Regions from separate parts of the Mus musculus genome. Here region 1 is linked to region 2. Evidence: chromatin contacts called from public promoter capture Hi-C data. All regions are on one chromosome and are shown on one strand. Each heading gives the region's core, a stretch centred on a gene start, on an enhancer-like site or on the middle of the called end of the contact. The rest is flanking DNA. Distances are from core to core; before and after follow the strand shown. Region 1 holds the start of Cfap70 (cilia and flagella associated protein 70). Region 2 holds the start of Dusp13 (dual specificity phosphatase 13).

Region 1 (4,926 bases), core at 1,844-4,343, 1.3 Mb after region 2:
CTTTACAGAAACAATAAAATTGTACACTTCTTAAAAACCACAGCTCTTTTGACCTAGAGTAATTTGTATGTTTTTTTTTTTAAAGATTTATTTATTTATTATATGTAAGTACACCGTAGCTGTCTTCAGACACTCCAGAAGAGGGCGTCAGATCTTGTTACAGATGGTTGTAAGCCACCATGTGGTTGCTGGGATTTGAACTCTGGACCTTCAGAAGAGCAGTTGGGTGCTCTTACCCACTGAGCCATCTCACCAGCCCCCATGTATGTTTTTTTTAAAAACAAACTTATTTTTATGGATATAATCTTTTGCCTATATGTATGTCTGTGTACCATGCATGCCTGGTGCCCGAAGAATCCAGAAGAGGGCATTAGATATCCTCAAAATAGAGATAGAGATGGTTGTGAGCTGCCATGTGAGTACTGGAACTTGAACCTAGGTCCTCTGGAAGATCAAGCAGTGATCTTAATCACAATGCCAGCTTTCCAGCTCCTCGGTTGTGTATTTTGGTGGTGGTTGTTTTTTAAAGATTTATTATATTTATATGAGTACACTGTAGCTGTCTTCAGACACACAAGAAGAGGACATCAGCTCTCATTATAGATGATTATGAAGCACCATATGAGCCATCGCGTGGTTGCTGGGAATTGAACTCAGGTCCTCTGGAAGAGCAGTCAGTGCTCTTAACCACTGAGCCATCTCTCCAGCCCTGTGTATTTTGTTTTTTAAAGATAGTCTTGTTTCAGAGTTAGTAGCTGGCTTTGAATTTGGAATCTTCCTGTCTTAAGCCTTTCAAGTGCCAGGCATAGGCATATACTGCCATGTCCAGCCCTGGGGCTTAACTGACATGTAAATGACAAATTTTAAATTTGCTTATATTTAAGTACACAGTATAGTCTTTGATAGAACTAAACTTGTGTAATGTTTTTCACAATCAAGTTTAAACTGTCACATATTTGAGAGAGACAGACAGGGAGTAAACTTAGGGTCTATCTACAGTTCATGTTTCAAGTGTGGGGTGCTACATTGTTGTAAATTGTAGTGGCCACTTCTCTAGAACTTAAGAGTTGAAAGTTTGTTCTCTTGAACAACTCCCATTTTTATGAGCTTTGTCCCAGCAACCATCATTGCTCTGTTAATACGAGTCCTATTTTGTTAATACGAGTCTATATACTCGCACTATAAATGCCTAGCGTATTTAGTTCCTCAAGTTCGTGGTTCATCTGCATTTTAGTATTGTTCCTTTGTTCTTGTGCTTGTCTGTTTTGAGACAGGGTATTACATTGGAGCCCTGACTGGCCTGAAACTTGTTGTATAGACCAAGCTAGCCTCCAGCTCTGTCTGCTATCGCCTCCACAGTGCTGGGACTGAAGGTGTGCATCACCACACCTGGCTCACCTGCATTGTGGTAAATGGAGGGAAGTGGGTAGGATTTCCTTCTTCAAAGACTGAATATTTTGTTATGTATTTACATACCACAGTTTTGTGTGTGCGTACACATACATTCACGTGAGCGTTGTTACATATGCATTCATGAAGTGCCATATATACCACAGTGTGTAGAGGTCAGAGCACAACCTTGTTTTGAGATGGTCCCTTCTCAACTGCTCTGCATGCCACCTCTCTGACTTGATCTTCAAGAGTCCCCAGTCCCTACTTCCCATCCTGATGTAATTTGCAGGGATGGCGGACACGCGCTCAGCTTCACATGCCCTCTTGTGCCTTGATCTCAGATCCCCACTGCTCCATAGCGAGCGCCTGAGTTGTCTGCGTCCCTGCAAGTAAGACTGAATAAGTGAATTGGTTCACCGAGCTGGACTTGGTCGACCTGCGTGCTCTTTACCTCCTTGGGTTGTCTTGGCCATCTTGTTCAAATCTGTTGGTCAGGATTGTTAGGTGTGTACTTGTCACTCTTGATTCGTTTCCTTTGGCCTGTATTATCTGTCCTTGTTCCTTAATACTTTATAGGCCAATCCTTCTATAGGACATTATGAAATAGGGAAGTGTGAATCCTCTTAATTTCTGACAAAGTCAGTAGTGTTTATTTTAAAGACTTATGTTTTGAATTATGTGTGTGAATATGTGTCTTTGTGTGGTATATGCACATGGATGCAGGTGGCCGTGAAGACTAGAGGCATCAGGTGACCTGGGGGTCCCCTAGAACTAGAGTCACTTCTGAGCCACCCAGCGTGGGTGCTGTGAACCAGGCTTGGGCCTCTGCCAGAGCACGTCACACTCTTGTGGCCTGTCACACCAGCCTGTCAGTTACGATTTTGATAGCAATTGCTTAGACCTTGTACATATACTTCTGATTATATTATTAGATATGGCCATTGCTGGGGGCCAAACTTAGCGGTGTAGAGTGTGCTTTGCAAACACAGGAAGAACTTGGCTATGTGGCCCTATCTGGCCTGGAACTTGCTATGCATACCAAGTTGAGAATCAACTTTTTTTTTTTTTAAGATTTATTTTTGTTTCTTCCCTTTGCAAGCACTGACACTCACACCAGAAGGCGGCACTGGACCACTTGGGGCTGGAGTTGCCCCTTGTGTACTGGGAGTTGAGATTGGGCCCGCTGGAAGAGTGTAAGGTCTCCTAACTGCTGAACCGTCTACAGATCCAAGAGTCAGCATTTAAGGTACAGGTATTTTGAGAAAAGATCTAAATTACTAGTTTACTTTTCAAGGGCAGACGATTTTTATATTGCCCAGTATAGCCTCAAACACCCACTCAAGCAATCCTTAAGCAATCCTTTTTTGCCTCGGACTCCCAAGTAGCTAGAACTAGAGACAAGGGCCAGGGCACCCTGCTAAAATGGGAGTTGTTTAGTAAAGACTTTTTTTTTTTTTGGAGACATCTAAGGTTTCTTTCCTTAAAGTTCCTTTTAATTTTATCATTCTATTTTTTGTGGATAATGAAATTAATCGTAAAGGAAAAAGATTTGAAAGGTGGAAAGCTACATTTTAACCCAAACTTGCAAAGGAGAAACACCCAAGGGGCGTGGTTTTCAGAGCACAAGCCAAATTTGCAACCTCCTTCTTTGAGGTGGGGAAAAAACAAGTTCTCGCGAGAGCTAGCTGGTTGCTATAGTTACAGAAAACCAGCGTCTGCCTCAGGTAAGCCAGTAACTCCCTTTTAGGGGCTATAGGTGAAGCTGTTGCTCCCACTCCCCAGATCTTTTTTTCTAGGATTCTGAGCTCTTTCCCTACAGCTAAGACCAGGTTGAAGTTCTCGCTCAGCCCAGCTGTGCCCAAGATCCGGCTTCATCCAGAGCTGGATCCAGTCCCATCTCCTTACTCTATGCTATCCCCAAGTCGATTGGTAGCTGTCCTGCCTCTGAGCCTGTGACTAGAAATGGACGCCTTGTTGAGGGCAAGAACAATAGTTGGGCATTCATGCAAGGTCACAGTTACTCAGTAGGAAAGTCGCCAGTCTCCACGGCTGGGACTGTGGATCTGGTTCTGTGAAGTGTCTGCACCGCGTGCGTGAGGCTCTTATCTGCTTAGCACTGCAAGGTAAACCACCACAGCGCCATCCTCGTAAACAAAACCAATGTCCCGGACAGAGAACGAGCTGAATTCACAGCCACGGCGACTGTTTCTGAGTTGGAGACAATCTTCATCGACTATGAAATGTTCAAAGTGAATGAATAGCCTTGGTAGCTGCTTTAAGAAAGATGATCAGAAGAGAATAAGACAGTGAATGTGAGGGTTCCAAAGTGATTATATGCATACGCTGGGGCAGGGAGGGAGGCACCCTAAGCCAGACCACAGACTAGACTTGCCTGAAACTCACTCTCTTCTTTCTATCTGTGTGGCATATGTGAAGGCTTTAGAGTGTGCCAAGGCATAATTGAAAGCTAGTTCCCTCCCCACTCCCCAGTCATCTGTCAGACTGGCTGCCACAAAGCTTACACCTCTTGGTCTATCAACATATCTCTCTTCCTCACTAGACTTGGGGGCTTATATCTCCTCAGCATCTGTCCCTGTCCCTAACTTAATGCAGTTTTAAATGATTTTGACAGAAATGGAATGGATTAGAATAAAACACTTAGACTCAAAGGTGTATTTGTTTGGCACAAGGAACCCAGATGAGCTAGCTCATATGGTACAGATCCCTAATACATACTTGATAAGAACATTGCCAGTGCCACTGAGGCCCTGAAAGGGCCTGGAAGCATTTGGGTGACAAGTCAGGCTTTTAGGCAAGGGCAAGACTGAGGGAGTCACTGGGAAATGGCATGGTGACTGTGAAGTCTGAAGGCATTACCTGTCCCACATGGATGCACACAGTATGCACAGATGCACAGGTCCTCAGAGATATGTTCTACTTCAGATTTCAAATTTATTTTCAGTAAACACACAAAACAAATCTACGACAGATCTACATATCTCAGTCCTTGTACTTAATTTAGATTCTTTCTCCCATTTGCCTGACTTTTCTCTTCCCTTCCCTTCCCTCCCTCAACCCCAAACAGTCCCACATCTGCTTTCCTGTAATGTGTGTTTAAACCTAGGTGCTGCCTAGGGGAGGGAAGATGTGGTATTTGTCTCTTTTCCCTTGCATTATCCTTCTTTATCCCTCCTCCCTTTGTACCCTCCTTCTACACACCCACTTCTATCTCTTGTCATGTATATATTACATATTTAAATATAAATACTTCATATGAGAGAAAATACACAGATTTGTCTTTCTGAATCTAAGTTCATTATTCTTTACACTTTACTGTATATATAATATATATGGTTCTTTTTTGTATTTCTTCTTCTTTTTTTTTTTCTTCTCAAGACAGGGTTTCTCTGTATAGCCCTGATTGTCCTGGACCTCACTCTGTAGACCAAGCTGGCCTCAAACTCAGAAATCCTCCTGCCTCTGCCTCCCACGTGCTGGGATTAAAGGAGTGTGCCACCACTATCTGGCTAATGT
Region 2 (5,063 bases), core at 1,587-4,086:
GCCTGACCGGAACCTGCCAGATGGTGAGCTTGCACTTCTCACCCTGAAATAGAGGCTCCTAGACCTATGCTCTGATGTCCTTCTAGTATGTGCTTTGACATAGTCTCATCTGTGTCTTCCAGCATAGATCCCATCAGCTCTTTATCTCTGCCCTAGTTTTGAGTAACCTCTGAAAGCCAAGGGATTTGGGGGTTGGGAGGTATTTGGGGCAAGCTGGAATGGTACTCAGGGTCTCAACCACACTAGATAAGTGCACTACCATTGAACACCACCACCCAGTCCTAGAGAGGTGGTTTTCTGTTTTGTTGTATTGTGTTTTAGACAAAGTCTTACTGTGACTGTCTAAAACATCTGGCTGGCCTAGAACTCACTATGTAGACCAGGCTGGCCTTGAACTCAGAGGTCTGCCTGTCTCTGCCCCTGCCTCTGCCTCCTGAGTGATGAGATTAAAGGTGTACGCCACCATTCAGGCTCTAAGGGGAATTTTTAAGGTGGTTTGCTTGCTTTTCCTTTTCCCCACCCAGCTACCCAAATACACTCATCCCACACACCGCAGGCAACCCTCTGAGCTTCCTGTATCCTGAACATTAAGGATACATGTACAAGGAGAAAGGGTGAGGATAGGTTTGGGCCTCAGCCATGGGGTTGCTGGGTACAGTTGCACAGCCTGGGTTTAAGGAGGAAGTACCTGGCTGAGCCTAGGGCTGACCAGGCCATGGGACCAATGGACAAGTTGGGAGTGGCAAGGAAAGGCAAAAGGGAGACGACAGCATGCTTTATAATTAAACTCAAATAAAAAAATAGAAACAGCATCAGGTGTGCGGAGCCAGGCGGCTAGAATCCAGCGGCACAAGCTGTGGGTCGGAGAAGACTACAGCCCGGTCAGGATCTCCCCACAGGTGGGTGAACGACCCTAAGCAGAGACCCCTGAGAATACTGGGTACTGGGGCCCAGGGCATCTATGCCTGCTTGTGTGGGCAACTGTGAGGACTGGGTTGGGGGACTCCAAATGGGTCAGAGGTAGAGGCACAGAACCCTGCCTCTCGCCACCGTGTGACCTTGGGCAAACTGCTTTTATCTCTCTGAGGCTTGATTTTTCTCATCTGGAAAGTGGGGATGTTGATACTGCCTGCTTCGTGAGAGAACAGGGTGGACTCAGCGTGAAGACACGAGTCCTGGGCTCTGTCTGGTCTGTAACGTACTTCCTCAAGCTGGGAATATAATTACGAAACACAGAGATCCAGGTGAAAACTCCACAGGCCATAGCAATCTACCCTCTATAGGTCTTGGCTGAGCCCCGAAAGGATGAGACTGATTGGAGCAATGTCCATAACGTGATGCCTCATTTATGTGGCACCTGCCCTGATGCAGGGCCTCTGGGAGGTGCATCTCACTTATGATGTCATGAGAGTCTCCCAGCAGCTCCTGGTGAAGACTCAGGCTCACAGACTCCCACACAGGTCTGTCTCCCTCCAGGGATGCAGGCTGGGCAGAGACCACTGCAGTCTGCCCTTGGCATTTACCTGCCAAAGTCTCTTTCCCAGACACCTCGATGTCCTTCTGTGAGAACGCTAGCCCCACTTGGTCTGTGCTCCCTAAGAGAAGAGGGGAGACAGAGAGGGAACAGCAGAGGAGACCAGGAGAAATGTGTTCTGAGGTTACAGCTAAAGAGGTAGGTGGCAAACAGCTGCCACGTCCCAGGCTGCTGAGCAAGGCCCGAGGTATGCAGGGTGGTATTCTAGAAGGCTATCCTGGGACAAACTGAAAGACAGACAACAGAGAGCAAGCTAGAGATGCTACTAGTGCCAACAAAAGGTAAGTATGTGTAGCTCTGTATACAGAGGCAGTGTGGGCAAGAAAGCCACTGTTGACAGAAGCAACTTCTCTGCTGAAGTTTCAGGGAAGTAGAAGCCAGGTAGCACTAGAGAGCCACGGGAGGACTATCATGAATGTGAACAGGGGCCTGATCCTACAAGACATTCAGCCATGGCTCCTTCTGACATAGCTGGGCCCTCCCTACACCAGGGGGTAGCAGAATCCCTGGGCTTTCTTTTGGGGGGGGTGCCTAAAGCTTAAGGAATGGCTCACTGAGTGAGCTGCTGGGCCTGGCTCTGATAGGTGAAAGGAACCCTCAGTGGACCAGAGCAGATAGCTGGGCTACATATAGCCCTAAGTAGGACCTGACCAGGAAACCCTAAGTCTAAGAAAAATCTTTCCTACAGGTCTGAGTTAGACCAGGGAAGTTAAGGACATCCCCTAATCCCCACCACCGAGCTCCTGGGACACAGTTGGGCTGCCTAGCAGCCACTGGCCACTAGAGGGCAGACTTACCCCATGCCAAATTGAGCAGGCCTGTGAGGGGCCTACGGTTTCCCGAAATCCCTGTCTAGTTCCACTCATAGCTGGAGGAGTCTAGCTGGTGGCCTCAGGCCAGAGTGGCTATTGGACTTCCCTGGATTCAGAGATCCTCCACCCTAATATTCCTTTCCCTGGTGTTACTTCATATAGCGTCATTCCCTTCTCTTGCAGCCAGCAGAATACCAGAGAGCAGAGAAAAGAAACTAAGGCCCAGATAGGAATGAAAACTTGCCTAGGTCCCAGGATATATCCTTGTCAAATTTTAAGGGGAGTCTGTTCCCTAGGCATCTCTTCAGGTGGTCCCCATCTTCAGGACAAGTGTTTTCAATAGCAGAGACACCAGGGAGAGATGTTAGGCCACTGCTCCTGTCCCCGCAGCTCAGGTCTGTCTTCATCTTGCCCCACATCCCCATTGGCTCACATGCATGGACCTGGAATTCTAGGCGCATAACAGCATTTGTGTTCTGGATGGAACCTGCTTTAGGACTGTTCCACTCAGCCTGCCCCTGCACCTAGTCCCCCATTCCTGGCCCCAGACCATGCCCTAGGTAGGTGGCAGGCCACTCAGCCTGCCAGAGAGGTCACAGAGGGGGATGAGGGAGAAAGGCCGGCCCTCTCTTCCACCCAGCTCATCATCCACTGGCTGGGTGAGTGTGGCCAAGCCAGTGGCCTCCTGGGTGCCCATCTCTTTTTCTGGTTTTGGCAGTGCCTGCCAGAGGGAAAAGGCATTCTACCCAGTCTGTACCTACTCGAGTTACTCTTTGAGGGGACCAGGGGTAGTTGACCAAGGTAGGTTCCCCTTCCCTCTAAGGTACCAGGCTCAGGTTCTGGTGCCTCTGACACCTCAGCTCTGCAAGGGCCCAGATGGACTAAGCCAGATGACTCCAGACATAACCCACTCCTTCCGGGTGAGGCCTGTACAGGTGTACTGGCCTGAACCACAAGGGTAAGGAGGAAAAAAGCCCGGGGCCTGTAAGTGGATGTGTAGCTCATCCCTGACAGCTCCCTAGAGGAGACACATCAGTTGGTGACCACCCTCTGGCAACTGGAAGGCTTGGGGAATGAACTGAAGGCACACACTGGATATCAAGCTCAGGGTAGTCTTTAGCCATTTGTCATTTGTCATTGGTGTCAGTGTGAAACATGGAACACAGCACAAGGGATACAGCCTGCTTATGAGCGACACCAGCTCACTTGGTGTGAACAAGCTGACTAATGCCCACTTGTGGCTGGACTGTAACCCTGGACAGTGCTTTGACCTCCTCTAGCATCAGCCTTAGAAACAGCCAGGGTGGGAGCTACAGATGAGCTGCCTGGCTTTGGAGGGACATCCTAGGTCCTCTCCAAGAGCCTCCGCCAGCTGGGGTTTCCAGTGACTAAAGGGGTACGGTCTGCACAGATTAGCCCTACAGAGATTCCCCACGGTCCCTAAGACCAACATTTCTAACATCCGTTGCCTCAGGAAAGGTACGCTTAGCGCCATGGAATTGACAAGAGAGTTCTAGTTCTCCTTGTTCCCAGGGAAAAGGTTCTAGGTTCCAGGCCAGCTGAGCCGGGTAATAGCCTCATTCAGCATAGCTGAGGCTGGCCCCCACAGCATCCCACTGGCTCCTGGTACTGCAACACAGGTCTCCCTGTCCACTGGACCCACGCTTGGGGAGCCTGTTCCAGCTACTGTCCTGTTTACTCTGTTCCCAGAATGGACTCGCTACAGAAGCAGGAACTTCGGAGGCCAAAGATTCATGGGGCAGTCCAGGTGTCCCCCTACCAGCCACCCACACTGGCCTCTCTGCAGCGATTGCTGTGGGTCCGTCGGACTGCCACACTGACCCACATCAATGAGGTCTGGCCCAACCTTTTCTTGGGAGATGCGTAAGTAAGACCCATGTAGGGGTTTAGGGTGGCTGATGGGTGGGAGTACCAGGATAAGCCTCCTCCAGATGGCCCACAGTGCTTCTCACCGCTGCCTGCATTTGCCTTTCTCATGTTTGTTTGGAAACATACAGTTTCATCTTTCAGGCCATGGAATAGAGAATTCCTTGTATCCTAGAAGTGACCTGTTTTAGTGGATAAACCACACTTCAAGAGACAAAGCTCTCTCTCTTCTCTTCTTTTCTTTTGTACCCCTGGTTGGCTCGAATTCCCTATGTAGCTGAGGATACCTTGAGTTTCTGATCCTCCAGCCTTCACCTCCAAAGAGCTGGTTTTACAAGTGTGCATTGCCACCATGCCTGTTTTATGCTGGTGATCACACCCAGGGCTTTGCACGTACTAGGCAGGCGCTCTGCAAATTGAGCTGTGAACCTAGCCTACCTGAAACCATCATCGTCCTCATTGACTCAGTCCCACTGGATGTCCTGGAACTCACTAGGTAGAATAGGCTGGCCTCAAACTCATAAAGATCCTCCTGCTTCTGCCTTCTAAGTGTATGCTACCATGCATCTCTCATTTCTATTGGTGTATATTCATTGTATATTGGGATGGGTTTAGCAGATTTTTCAAGCTTTACTGTGTATTTGATCTTATTCACCTCCCTATTCTCTCCCCCATTTTCTTTCTTTCTTTTTTTTTTAAGATTTATTTGTTTATTATATGTAAGTACACTGTAGCTGTCTTCAGACACCTCAGAAGAGGGCATCAGATCTCATTACAGATGGTTGTGAGCCACCATGTGGTTGCTGGGCTTTGAACTCAGGACCTTTGGA

Evidence for each region. Promoter capture Hi-C pulls out the DNA fragments that hold promoters and counts their contacts.
Region 1: a promoter capture Hi-C map of liver shows a contact between it and region 2, with 2.2 times the contacts expected there. The contact joins the promoter of Cfap70 here to the promoter of Dusp13 in region 2.

Annotation. Positions count from the first base shown.
Region 1 is chr14:20,450,392-20,455,317 of GRCm38.p6, reverse strand. Cfap70 (cilia and flagella associated protein 70) reads left to right here and starts at 3,093. Exons shown (of 29, transcript NM_029698.1): 1 at 3,093-3,116. It overlaps Anxa7 (annexin A7), which reads left to right. Exons shown (of 13, transcript NM_001110794.1): 13 at 1-57.
Region 2 is chr14:21,739,271-21,744,333 of GRCm38.p6, reverse strand. It overlaps Dusp13 (dual specificity phosphatase 13), which reads left to right and starts at 2,836. Exons shown (of 4, transcript NM_001374075.1): 1 at 2,836-3,304; 2 at 4,057-4,230. The coding sequence starts at 2,952.